Linked DNA regions of Mus musculus: region 1 is linked to region 2. A link is a contact called in public HiChIP or PLAC-seq data. All regions are on one chromosome and are shown on one strand. Each heading gives the region's core, a stretch centred on a gene start, on an enhancer-like site or on the middle of the called end of the contact. The rest is flanking DNA. Distances are from core to core; before and after follow the strand shown. Region 1 has its middle 74 kb from the start of Gm34362. Region 2 holds the start of Ptger2 (prostaglandin E receptor 2 (subtype EP2)).

Evidence for each region. HiChIP or PLAC-seq counts read pairs in DNA pulled down with a chosen protein or histone mark.
Region 1: a BATF HiChIP or PLAC-seq map of CD8 T cells shows a contact between it and region 2, with 49 read pairs. The contact joins the enhancer-like site here to the promoter of Ptger2 in region 2. A contact is called at or near these places in 9 of 39 promoter capture datasets (the C10 cell line, the HPC-7 cell line, embryonic stem cells and 4 more), 3 of 15 datasets of contacts at CTCF or cohesin (CD8 T cells, large pre-B cells and pro-B cells), 7 of 484 Hi-C or Micro-C datasets (CD4 T cells, Th1 cells, bone marrow-derived macrophages and 3 more), 7 of 115 datasets of contacts at active chromatin or transcription factors (CD8 T cells, the HPC-7 cell line, bone marrow-derived macrophages and 2 more) and 5 of 9 other capture datasets (adipose tissue, bone marrow-derived macrophages, liver and 2 more).

The regions. Positions count from the first base shown.
Region 1 is chr14:45,099,222-45,106,316 of GRCm38.p6, reverse strand. No RefSeq gene overlaps it. Among named protein-coding and RNA genes, the nearest start is that of Gm34362, 74 kb to the left of the region's middle. Within about 2 kb of position 3,951, at least 12 of the 459 cell types and tissues checked have an H3K27ac peak or open chromatin away from gene starts, as enhancers often do. A contact at or near this core is called in CD8 T cells, Th1 cells and regulatory T cells, where this site is marked.
Region 2 is chr14:44,985,737-44,992,380 of GRCm38.p6, reverse strand. Ptger2 (prostaglandin E receptor 2 (subtype EP2)) reads right to left here and starts at 4,270. Exons shown (of 2, transcript NM_008964.4): 1 at 2,574-4,270. The coding sequence starts at 3,416.

The sequences.
Region 1 (7,095 bases), core at 2,702-5,201, 110 kb before region 2:
CCCGTACTTAGTCCCCGTGTTCACTCACTGATAAGTGTCTATTAGCCCAGAAACTCAGAATACCCAAGGTACAATTTGCAAAACACATGAAACTCAAGAAGAAAGATGACCAAAGTGTGGATATTTTGATCTTTCTTAGAAGGGGGAACAAAATACCCATGGAAGGAGTTACAGACAGTTTTCTGTTTTATAAACATGATCTCAACAATTCACAGGGGCCCTTTTCATATAAGGGGCATATGCCACGATTTGCCTTTGCCTTTCTGAAAATATGTGCTAAGTAATATATTGTTGCTTTTCCTAACATCCAATTTCAATTTTCAATTTTAGTCAAGACAAACACTGAGAATGTTTTCCTCCTTCTCTCTTTTCCTTCCTTCCTTCCTTCCTTCCTTCCTTCCTTCCTTTCTTTCTTTCTTTCTTTCTTTCTTTCTTTCTTTCTTTCTTTCTTTCTTTCTTTCTGCTTCTGTCTCTCTGTCTCTGTGTAGAACTAACATTTGAACGTAGGGCCTTGTGTACCCTAGGCAAGTGCTTTACCACTGAGCTATATCTCCAGCCAGAGAACAGGTATTTTGGGATAACATTTGAAATGTAAATAAAGAAAATATCTAATGAAAATTTCAAAAATATATATTTCAGTGTGACCAGCAGCTGCTTCAAGTTCCCATTGCCATGAATGACCTCCCCATGATAAGAGACTGTATCCTCCAACTAAGAACCAAAACAAACTCTTCTGTCCTTAAAAACTTACACATACATGCTCTCTCACATATGAGCGTCCATGCATGTTTGCAATGCAAACACACACAAACATGCACATAACTCACTCACACTCTGTTGCTAACACACAGACACACACACACACACACACACACACACACACACACACACACATGTGCGCGTGCGCGCCACGCGCGCACTCCATGCACATGCATACACATACATCTTATGCATTCACACTATCATTGAGCTTGATGTAGCTGGGGTGACTTTGACCTTGACCTTTTCAGCCTCCTCCCTCTACCCCTCAAGTTCTGGTGTAGAACTTGAGGAAGAACAAAAGGCAGGAACCGCCATGCCCAGTCTATGGGTCCTGGAGATCTAACTTAAGGCTTTGAGTATACTTGGAGAGCATTTTTCTAACAGTCCTCTGTCTACAACACAAACTTCACAGCAGAGCTCACGCTCAAGCACAGTCATTTTTTTGCTTGTTCTTTTTTTCTCAGACAGACTTACTAACAAACATGGATTGTCAAAAGGAGTTGAGTTCAGTATTGGTGGGAAAGAATTTTAGAGTTATTTCTAGTAATTCCCTTGCTCCCTTAATGGACAAACATGAGATTTTTTTTTTAAATGTGTAACAGATTTTATTTTGTTAACACTTGCTCTAATCCTAACTTTGTAAGATAGAAGCTTTCTACCCACACTGGTAACATAGGACACCCAAGAGTGCCAAAGAGGCTCCCTTCAGTGCCAATGGTCTGTTCTCCCATGAACAGTCTACAGATTTTGTCAACTACAGACAATGATTTGTATGTTTCATGCACGCGCATTCGCGTGTGCTCGTGTATGTGTGTGTTTGTGTGTTGCAGTTGCCTGCATGTGTGTGTGTGTGTGTGTGTGTGTGTGCATGCATGTGTGAATGCTATAGACTGAACCCTGAGTGTTGTATGTTTTAATCCTCTACTACTGATTTATACTCCAGCTTCCAACAGTATTTAAATTTTTCTAACCTTTTTTTGTTTTGAATGTATGGATGTTTTGTTTGCATGTCTCTTTTCCACACGCATGCAGGACCTGTAGAGGCCAGAAGAGGATGCTGGACCTCGAGTTTAATGATTTGTCTAGACTGTCTGGCCAGCAAGTGCCAGGTGCCTTCTACTAGGATTGCAAGCATCCTGGGATCACCACCACACCAGTCTGTTATGTATTTGCTGGGAATCTGAACTCAGGCCCTCATTTTTGTTTGGTATTCAAGTCTTCCAACTAAGTTATTTCCCCAAACCAGAAAGCCCATTCTTTCTAGTTATTAAGATGCTCAATTTTGAAAAATTGAAAACAAAATTTTTCATTCAATATTATCTGATTAGTTTCTCCTTCCTCCCAGATCATCCCTCTCTCCCCAAACATACAACTCTGCATTTGCCTATTTTTTTAAGAAAAACAAAACAACAACAAGAAACAACCCACAAGTTAAAAAAAGAAAAAGCCCAAGAAACACACACACACACACACACACACACACACACACACACCACATAACCACACACATACCAGAAAAACACAATGTCTGAAATAAAATAAAAGCAAAAGTAAGTAAGGTTTAAAAGAAAAATGCCCAAACAAAGCAATATGAGACAATATATCTCAAAACAAAACAAAACAACCCACCGAGTTAATTTTGTGTTAGCCATCTACTGCTGGGCATGGAGCCTGACCTTAAGAGTGATTTGTACACCCAGTGAGACTCCTTTGGAGAAGACTAAATTTTCCTTTGTAAGCAATTGTCAGTTGGAGATGGCTTCTGGGTTAGGGATGGGAGCTCTGGTGAACTTGCCCCTCTCAGCATTGGGACACCACCTGACTTGGACCTGTGCAGGCTGTGTGCATGCTGCCACCGTCTCTGAGTTCACACAAGCATCAGTCCTGCTGTATGTGAAAGACTTTCTTTGGTATCAACCATCCCCACTGGCTCTTACCCTCATTCTCCTTTCTCTTCTGATTGGCTCCCTGAGCCCTGAGGGGAGAGATTTGATGGTGACATCACGTTTATGACTGAGTATTCTACTGTCTCTCAGTCCCTGCATGTAATCCAGATGTGGTCTCTGTATTTGCTCCCATATACTGCAGGAAGAAGCTCTTCTGATAATGGCTGAGGTTCTCAAACAGTTCCCAAATAACTGTACAATTGGTAGCACCATCCGCTAGTTTAGATGTCACTGTTGGAGCAGTAGTTATTCTTTGTCAATGCCTCTGCTCATCTACAGTAGTAAATGCTCTCTTCTTTGTTCAGTGGTTGTTCACTTGTGTTGCTTTTGTGCCTTGTACTAGTCCTATACTAAAGAGACCCAAAGGAACAGAGAGATGGAATTAGACAAAATATGAGTTAAAAAGAGTTTTTGAACTGACACCATTGCATACACTAGCAGGATTTTGCTGAAAGGACCCTGATGTAGCTGTCTCTTGTGAGACTATGTTGGGGCCTAGCAAACACAGAGGTGGATGCTCACAGTCAGCTATTGGATGGATCACAGGGCTCCCAATGGAGGAGCTAGAGAAAGTACCCAAGGAGCTAAAGGGATCTGCAACCCTATAGACTTATAGGTGGAACAACAATATGAACTAACCAGTACCTCGGAGCTCGTGCCTCGAGCTGCATATGTATCAAAAGATGGCCTAGTCGGCCATCACTGGAAAGAGAGGCCCATTGGTCATGCAAACTTTGTATGCCCCAGTGCAGGGGAACACCAGGGCCAGAGAGTGGGAGTGGGTGGGTAGGGGAGTGGGGGGGAGGGTGTGGGGGACTTTTGGGATAGCATTGGAGGTGTAAATGAGGAAAATACCTAATAAAATATTTTAAAAAAGAGTTTTTGAAAGTTTATGGATCTGTTTGTGGTTATCTCTCTCAATCTCTCTTTCCTTCTCTCTTCCCCTTTCTCCCCCTCTCCCCATTTCCATCCCCTCTGTGTGTGTGTGTGTGTGTGTGTGTGTGTGTGTGTGTGTGTGTGTATGCGTGTGCATACATGCATGCAAGCACATATAGTGTGATGAATTTTCATTTTGAATCAGTCGTCTGTGGAAAACGTAAAAGTTCCCATTTGAAAGTGCTGTGAGGTTCAGCATGATGATAGTCATTTCAGTCTTTGACTCATGGTTTCCAGTCTCTAACTGAAAGGGAAGAGATAGTAGACGTCTCACCTGTCAAAATGCATGTAAATAAAACCTCACTGGAGTTATGATACTGATGTTTGTGGTGTGTGCTGCCACCAGAGACCTCATGTTGAGGTCTGGGTGTGGAAGTCCATGATCCTTGTTGCCGCTGGCTGCTTCTTTTTCAGTTGTATCGATTCGATGATTGCAGACTCATAATGGAGAACGAGAGACACTGAAGGCTTATGTGAAAACCACCCACTCCCATCACCAAAAGAAACAGTCCATACAGGAAGCTATTGAAGAGTTGTGAAAAACTGTGATAAAGATGCAGAAGTGTAGCTCTTCACAGTTGATGGCTTCTGGCGGGACCAAGGGAAGGACTCAGTTTTCTTTAAGGAGCTGGCCACTGGGAATCTGACCACACTCCAGTGAGTATACAGGCAACGCAATTTTGACTTAGTGGTTTTTACTTTTTTGTGGGGAAGGTGCAAGGATGAGAGAGGGCAGACACAGGAGGAATCGGAAGTGGGTGTGCTTTGGGTGCAGTGTATGAAATTCTCAAATAATTAATAAAACATTATTTGGGGGGGGAATAATTAGAAATAAGGACTCTATCTATCTATCTATCTATCTATCTATCTATCTATCTTTCTTTCTTTCTTTCTTTCTATCTTTCTTTCTATCTTTCTTTCTTTCTTTCTTTCTTTCTTTCTTTCTTTCTTTCTATCTATCCATCCACCCATCTATTTGCTTATTTTTGCATTTGAGAAATTTGAAATTTATGATTTCTTTCCTAAACCAAAATTTGCTTTTTAGGCAATTTTGGTTTTGTCTAATTATAAAACCTGTTAGTATAGCAAGTAACATATTTAGATTTTAGATCTCAGATATCACTGGGTCTCTTGATCATCTCAGCTAACATGCTACTACAGACACATGTGGGAAACAAGGAAAGGACGCATTTTGGGTCTTGTGGGAACATACTAAGAGAAGAACTAGAAGTCAAGTAAAGACGGATGCCTGGGAATCCTAGTGTGATTTACCAGCCAGAAGCTTCCTATTCCTCAAGATGCCAAAAGTGGGGAGCCATGCTGCCAGCTCAATAGTGTGGCTTCAGGTGACCTGTGGCAGAACTCTGCCTGTATTCTTTTGCTGTAGGTGTGGTCCCTGGAAACCTCCACTAGCAACAGTAAGCATTTCTGTATTCCCATTGTGACTGATGTACCAAGAACATCACTACTATAATAGTTACAAGATGGAATTACAGCTTTATTGTTTTGTGAGCTATTTTGCTAGATGGTAAAGTCACTTTCCGTATCTTGATCATCTCTGTACTCATATCCTCTGAATCTTGGTCCTGAGTTCATGCATGGGTGCTTGTGCTTGTGTGTGTGTGCATGTGTATGTGTGTACAGTTTGCATCCTACTAGCTCCTTAATTTTATTTTTTAAAATAAGTATTTTTCCAAGGAACTAAAGGGATCTGCAACCCTATAGGTGGAACAACATTATGAACTAACCAGTACCCCGGAGCTCTTGACTCTAGCTGCATATGTATCAAAAGATGGCCTAGTCGGCCATCACTGGAAAGAGAGGCCCATTGGACTTGCAAACTTTATATGCCCCAGTACAGGGGAACGCCAGGGCCAAAAAGTAGGAGTAGGTGGGTAGGGGGGTGGGAGGGAGGGTATGGGGGACTTTTGGGATAGCATTGGAAATGTAAATGAGGAAAATACCTAATAAAAAAAGGAATAAAAATAAAATAAGTATTTTTGAACCGGATATGGGAAAACAATCTCTTAATCCTAGCACTTGGGCATCAGAGACAGAGGGATGTCTATGAATTCAAGTCTAACCTAGTCTACATAGTGAACTCCAGACAAGCTAAGGCTATAGAATGAGAGTTTGTCTCAATATTCTTTTAAAAACTGATTCATCTTAGTACTCAAAAGAAAATTTCCTGAAAGGGAGAGTCAGTACCATCATAGGAATCCTCAAATGTCACAGGCAATTAGCAAGGCTACGGGTTTCTCTCCACAACCTGATGGTTAGGCCCTGTTGCTGAAAACAATACTTACCCATGTCACCAAACATGGAGAAGCTGAGCTGGTGTCCAACTAGAAGCTTCATCCTTACTGACTAGCATTGACAGTGCTAGCAGGTACCCTGCACACCACCCTAGGAGGAAGGTAATCATCGACATCACCCAGGGACAAACCCCGAGACCTACAACAGTGACCTGCTTGTAAGATGTACAGGTGCAATAGTGGCATGAATGTTATGGACATAACAAAAGGTAGAAGCTTTGCAATTTTATGAGGTCCCATTTGTTGATTCTCGATCTTACAGCACAAGCCATTGCTGTTCTGTTCAGGAATTTTTCCCCTGTGCCCATATCTTCCAGGCTTTTCCCTACTTTCTCCTATAAGTTTCAGTGTCTCTGGTTTTATGTGGAGTTCCTTGATCCACTTAGACTTGAACTTTGTACAAGGAGATAGGAATGGATCAATTCACATTATTCTACATGATAACCACCAGTTGTTAACTACATGATAACCACCAAGGTATTTTATATTATTTGTGACTATTGTGAAGGGTGTTGTTTCCCTAATTTCTTTCTCAGTCTGTTTATCCTTTTGTAGAGAAAGGCCACTGATTTGTTTGAGCTAATTTTATATCCAGCTACTTCACTGAAGCTGTTTATCAGGTTTAGAAGTTCTCTGGTGGAATTTTTAGGGTCACTTATATGTACTATCATATCATCTGCAAATAGTGATATTTTGACTTCTTCTTTTCCAATTTGTATCCCCCTTGATCTCCTTTTGTTGTCTAATTGCTCTGGCTAAGACTTTAAGGACTATATTGAATAGGTAGGGAGAAAGTGGGCAGCCTTGTCTAGTCCCTGATTTCAGTGGGATTTCTCCAAGTGTCTCTCCATTTAGTTTGATGTTGGCTACTGGTTTGCTGTATATTGCTTTTATTATGTTTAGGTATGGGCCTTGAATTCCTGATCTTTCCAAGACTTTTATCATTAATGGGTGTTGGATTTTGTTAAATGCTTTCTCAGCATCTAAGAAGATGATCATGTGGTTTTTTGTCTTTGAATTTGTTTATACAGTGGATTATGTTAATGGATTTCCGTATATTAAATCATCCCTGCGTCTCTGGGATGAAGCCTACTTGATCATGATGGATGATCGCTTTGATGTGTTCTTGGATTCTT
Region 2 (6,644 bases), core at 3,021-5,520:
AATGTGTGAACATTAGCCATGAGTTTTGAACTGTCATATCATCCCTGAAGTAATATATCAGAATAGCTCAGTAGTTCCTAAAGCTGAACATAGTATGTGGTGGAAAGATAACATATTATCAAAATAAAAGTTGTCAACGGGCAAAGTTGATTTTTTAAATTTATTTATTTTCAGGAGAGATGGCGTGATGCTTCAGTTTGGTACTGCGCCTCCTGGATTATCTGTAGTTTGTGTAGCTGTGATGTTGTGGTGATCCTCAAGGCAAGGCAGGGTATTGGCCTTCTGCTATACTCATAGTGAGACTCTCTCTGCTCATTGGGAATCTCTGCCATGGGCTTGGCAGAAGCAAACCTAGAGCAGGGCTTGCTGATGGTGCCCATGCTAAGGGATGGTTTGGTGTAGAATCCATTTAAAACTTTCTTGGTGTGCCCCTCCCCCTACCAGCCGCAAATAGAAACTGAACAAGGGCAGAACTTCAAAGCAAGCTTGACTTTCTCATCCTTTTGAAGAGAATTTTGGTGCCAAGTCCTTTCTTTTGGCAATTCTGGGGCCATGTCTGGACTGATATTAAAAGGGAGAGGATAACAAGAAAACCCACAAAATCAACAAACCTGGGTTTACTGGGGCTTACAGCCACTGAATAGAGAACCAGGAGCTGGTATGGAACTGACCTAGGTCCTATGCATATATGTTGTACAGCTTGTGTAGCTTGGTTTTCTTGTGGGATTCCTAATAGTGGGAGTAAGGGCTATCTCTGAATCTGCCTGCTTTTGGGACACCCTCTCCTACTGGGTTGCCTCATCTGGCCTTAATACAAGGGGTATTACTTACTACAACTTGATATGTATGCTGTATTGTTGATATCCATAGGGGAGGCCTGTCCTTTTCTGAAGAGAAACAGAGGAGTCATGGTTGGGAGGAAGGGGTAGAAGGGAGGTGGGGGAAGGAGCTGGGAGCAGAGGAGGGAGGGGAAACTACAGTAGCGATGTAAGGAGGGGAGTATATATGGCAATAATTGATCCTTCACGATTAAAGGCAACACTTTACAAGAGCACAGGGGATCTGCTGTAATTCACAACTTTTATATTTTAAAATATACTTTACCAAGTTTTCCAGTTGAAGAGGAGCCATTTTTCTGTCCACTAGCTTCTTTTCAGTGGATTAGGAATGGAGAAACAATCCTTTGTATAAGTGTTTGGGCCAGCATAGAGCCCATTCTCAGGCTACATAAGTAGCTCCTGGTACTTTTATACGTTTACTTACAAATCACAGATCAAGTTCTTAGAGCAGACATCCTAATTCCCAGCAGCCTAAGACAGACACATTGTAGAATGGTTGGAGTCTTGTTTAGTGAGACTAGAAGTGCCTTCTTTTAGAGATAATGGTCAGCATCCTAGCCCCACCTCCAAAAGCTAATGCAGCCCCAAACATAAAACACAAAAGCACAGGAGCCACGTTCTGGTTAAATCACAACATTCCCCAACACAAACTCTCCTTCTGGAGTAGCTATGGAGATGCCAGCTTCCACAGTCCAATTCGTTATTTAAGAGGGCGGTGTGACCAGCTCCATAGCATTCCCCACTAAGTATAACTTGCCAGTTCAGACCATCTTCTGTGGTAGAGGAGAGAAGAAAAGGACAAGTGTGAGGGCAATGGGGAGCAGAGCACAGCTGAGAAGGGAAGTCCCTTGGTGACGGGGTTCTGATCTTTCCCCTTGAGGATGAATAGATGGCACCAATCAGAAACATCCATGAGAAACAGAGAAGAGCTATTTCTACTGCTTCAGATCTCTGACTAGACACTCTCCATGCTGTCCTTTCCCAAACCCCCCTTCTATAGTTCTTTATGAAGGACCAGAAGGCTTCAACTTTGGCTGTGCATCCACATTAGGCTTTAGCAGCTCAGCATTTATTTCAGATCTCACTGTCAATGCTGCCTCTAACTGAGCAACACCCATGTTTCTATCCTGGCCCTGCCTCAGTTCCCCAAGCAACCTTTTCCCTCATCCCTGAGATGTTCCAGCTGTTACTGAATTTATCTATGTGCTCACAAAGTGCACAGCTACAGAATGAGGAGCATCTATGTGTGCTCCTGACAGTGACATCAAGAAACAATTTTGTAACTTAATGTTCCTAAAGTCAAATGAAAGAGGCTGTAACCTTCTACACCAAGGGCCTTCTGAATGCTGTGTGTTGACAACTACATTTTGCTCAGGAGAAATGAAAGCACCAAGAGAAGGGGCCTCAAGGATAGCAAAGTGGGCCCCAGTGATCAGATTATAACATTGTCAACATCCTATCTTGGGAGGGACTCCCTCCTCTTCAGTTACCAACCCAGGGAAGAGACCAAGCAGGTTCTTAGAAGAAGTGCTAAGTAGCAACAGTCATATGCAAAGACAGGAGGAGGAAGGAAGGAAGTGGGTAAGGTGAAAAGGAAAGGGGAAGGCAATTGACCTTTGTCAATTAAGACATTTCCCACCCAGGCTGTGCCTAAAGGTGGAAAGGGTGGGGTGAGAGGAGTTTGAGCAGGCTGCGCGGGCTGCTTGCGGGGCTGTGGAAACAAAGGTGACTTACTGTGAAAGGCAAGGAGCATATGGCGAAGGTGATGGTCATAATGGCCAGGAGAATGAGGTGGTCCGTCTCCTCTGCCATCGAAGTCCTCTCTCCTCTCCTGCGAGATCCAGGGCCTCTTAGGCTACTGCCAGACAATCCGCAGCGGCTTCTTCTGCTCCGACGGTGCATGCGAATGAGGTTGAGGATAACGCTGATGTTGCAGGCGAGCACAGCCACGATAAGCAGCAGGAGCATCGTGGCGTACAGCTGAAGGTATGCAGTCCTCCCGTGCCGGATAAAGCACCATGTCCCAGGACAGTACTGGACGTACTCCCCGTAGTTGAGCAGCGGCAGGGAACAGAAGAGCAAGGAGGCCCCATAGATGACAGGCAGCACCGCCAGACCCCCGCGGCGCGATAAGTGGCGCCTGTAGAAGTAAGGGTACCCGATGGAGAGGTAGCGTTCCAGGGCCATAGCGAAGAGCATGAGCATCGTGGCCAGACTAAAGAAGGTCATAGTGAAAGCGAAATAGGTACACGCGTGACTTTCGGGAGCCAGGGCCACCAGGGTCTGGTTTCTTGAATATGAAGCCAGCACCACCGGGCTGATGAGGCAGGTTCCCAGCAGGTCAGTGAGCACCAATTCCGTTACCAGCACGTGAAACAAGGAGATAGAGGTCCTGCTGCCGGCGCTACACCCGGTGTCCCCACGCCAGCGGCGCGCCAACAGTGCCAGTGCGATGAGATTCCCCAGAACCCCGGCCGAGAACATCACCGAGCTGATGGCTGGGCTTTCCCCCGAAAGGAGCCACTGACGACTCTTGCAGTCCTCCATTAGCTTGGAGTCATTAAGAAAATTGTCCATGGTGGAGGGTGTGGAGGAGAGATGATATCTCTTCCAGGCAAGTACCAGACAGTCGGAGGGTCTGATGGCCCCAGGGCTCCAAGACAGAGCAGGGAAAAGGGGAGGGACCGAAATCCAGAGCTCCCTTCCGGCCCCCAACTCGCACCAAGGACAGACTTGTTTGGGTCTCCTGCCTGTACGTACAGTGGCCTCTTCACTACAATATCCGGTCGCTCTCGGTGCTTCTGTGCCTCACCTGCCCTAGCAGGGGGTGCTTGCCAGAGCAGCTGCTCCCTCCAGCGCCTTCAGGGGGCAAGTCCAGTAGTGGAATCCAGGAAAGCAATTTAGATTGCTTGCGAGCTGCTGCCGTGGGGCCAGGCAGGGCAGACACACACTGACAGGGCTCTAGAAGGGACCTGGGGGCGTTCCCAGCGCTCACCCTGAGCTGGCCCATAAGGTCTTCCTTCCTATGGGTTGGAAGTTGCAGTGCCTCTGACTTCAGCTCTGAAGCCTTTAGCCCTAGCAGAAGGCTGGGAACCAGCACAGTTTAATAAGACTGGGGTAACAGGAACTCACCAAACTGAGGTTAAGAGAGTCCAGCCCTGTGAGGTGTGGAGGAGGCACAAAAACATCAAGACAACTTGAAGTAAGAATATGAGAGAGGTTGTTGTTTTCCTTTAAAACAAAACAAAACACAAAACATCCAGAAAGATACCCAACAAAGGTGGGACAAAAACTGGAAGGAACTGAAAAGCAAACCTATCCATCCAAGAAATGGAACCGTGCACACCACAGAGTGGCCTTTGCCTTCCTATAACAACGACTTGCTTAAGCAATCCTAACAAAACAAAACAGGAACTGTTCTTGTAATCCTCTAGAGTCATGTTTGTGGCCCCAGATGGAAAACAAATGGCACTTAAGTGTTCTCTATTGAGGCTCAATCTTGAAGAATCTGTTAATACATTGTTCACATTCGTCTCTCCACAGTCAGTTAACCATTCGAAGGATTTATTCCCGGAGTGTTTTGGTAATTGGCCAGTTTCACAATGAAGCTGGCATAAATAGTTATTTATCATTTGTTGCCATAGTTACAGAGTAGTTAAAAATGCAGCAGTGTTTCTGGTTTTCTCAGTCCAGCCTGACAGACAACGTAGGCAAGGGTATACTACTAGAAAAAGTGTATTTCATGCAGAGAAAGAGAGTGTGCTGAGAAAGAAAGGTTTGCCCAGGAGTAAAAAGAAAGAGCAATGGAAAGATTATTTATGGAGTACACCTTGCTTCTCATGACTTAGCTCACCATGCTTCTGGCCTGGGGACTGGAGGGGTTTTCTAGCAAAATACGGGAAGCAGAATCCATTTGGGAGGCCTACAGGCTCATTTCCCACAGCTGAAGCTATCCACTCCATTGCTAAGTTTGTAGGGCATGGATGCAGTGGGTGTCAAACTCCTCTAGTTTCCTTTCAGGCTGTAAACTGCAGGCCAGTAGCGTCCTCCACACAGCCACCCAAAGTGGACTCTCCCATGTCCATCTTGTGCCATCTCCTCCCACATGGTTGGGGAATGAGCAGAACAGGCAAGACTCTGATGCTGTTTCCACTGTGTTTACTTTCCAAAGGCTTTTATACCCTTTCTGTTTCCATGGTCACCTTATAACAAAAGCCCCTTGTGGCTCTATTTCTATATAATTGTCTCTACCTTTTCACTACATGAGTGACATGACTCTGCTGACTTTAATGGATACCAGAGAAAATTCGAGATCTCATCCCTATACCCTCTGCCTTTTTCTGCTAGTCTCTACCCCAACTTAGTAGCACACTGTGAGAAGATTCTCACAGAGGTGTGTGGACAATCTAGTTTCTGATTACTAAGCTCTGTCCATACCCCTTCCTCAACAACCCCTCAGACCCTAGGGTATGCACTCCCTGCATGTGAGACAGTCTTGGGGATCCTGGGGGAAGAAGCCACTATGAAGCCCCAGACATGGGTTTAAGCAAGGAATTCCCTGGTGCAGGGAAGTTTGTCTACAGGACAGGTGGCTTTGGGGCTCCGTGAGTGATCCCTACTTAAAGGTGAATATGTCACAAGAAAAAGACCAGAGCTAGTTGTATAATTCTTAGGAGTTCATATCTTAGTAATTACTTTTCTGGGCTTCGTGATTTCATTTGCAACATATTCAAATTAGCATTTTTGTTTGTTTGTGTGTTTGTTTCCAGTAGTTGCACAGAGAGAGCTAGCAGTCCTACTGTGTTCCATGTTTCAGCAGTCTCACTGGATGCTTAGTTTGCCATCTCTACCTACTCAGACCATCAGGTCGGTTCAGTAAATTGAATTATCTTCTGTAGTTTGAAAGTGGCTTCTTCCCATTTCTAATTGTAGTGTCAGCATCCCAGTACAAGTTCAGTTTATCCAGAGTCTAGGATTTCTTAATAGAAAAATATATTAACACCCTCAGTTTTAGAATTGGGACATACAGCTTTGCTAATTTTCAGTTCCTGTTCATGAAGCCATTGTGTTTGGGGAACACCATGTGATTAGTAATTGTGTGTCAACTTGGTCAGGCATGGGATGCCCAGGAGCTGACTAAACAGTATGTCTGACTATATCTGGGAGGTGTTCTAAAGAACTTAGCATCCACATTGCTGGACTGACTAAGGCACATAACAGCTCCATTGTGGGTGGGCCCCATCTGGTCTGTTGCTGAGTGAATAGCACTAGGAATATAGGTGAAGGTTGATACCCAGCTTCATTTGGGGCATTGATCCGCCATTGACATTCCTGATTCTCAGGCTTTCAGGCTGACTAGAATCTCAACTTTTAGCTCTTCAGTCTTGAGACTTCTTCCAAACATAACACTGGCTTTACAAGTAGACACACATAGAGAGCCACATGTAAATCAAGGGCTGGAATACAGACTGAGAAAGCTGTTGCTAGGCAGTTTTGTTATTTGAGTGTGACGTACACTATTGACAAAAACATTGTGTATCATATGACTTTGTATACAGAACACACATAAAGAGAAAGACATATACAATTGGTCCTATTTCTTTGAGGATCTCTGACTAATACATATTACTTGAAATATAAAATTCATATTTTCCTTTATGGATCTGTAACTCAGGGGCTTTGGAAGGGAAGCTACTTACCATAGGTCATTTTTCAAAGGCAGGCAAAGATAAACATGAAAGGAAGGAGAACTACTTGGAGGAAGCTAACACCGGGGCTTGCATGTTTCTATTTGCAGGAGTTATG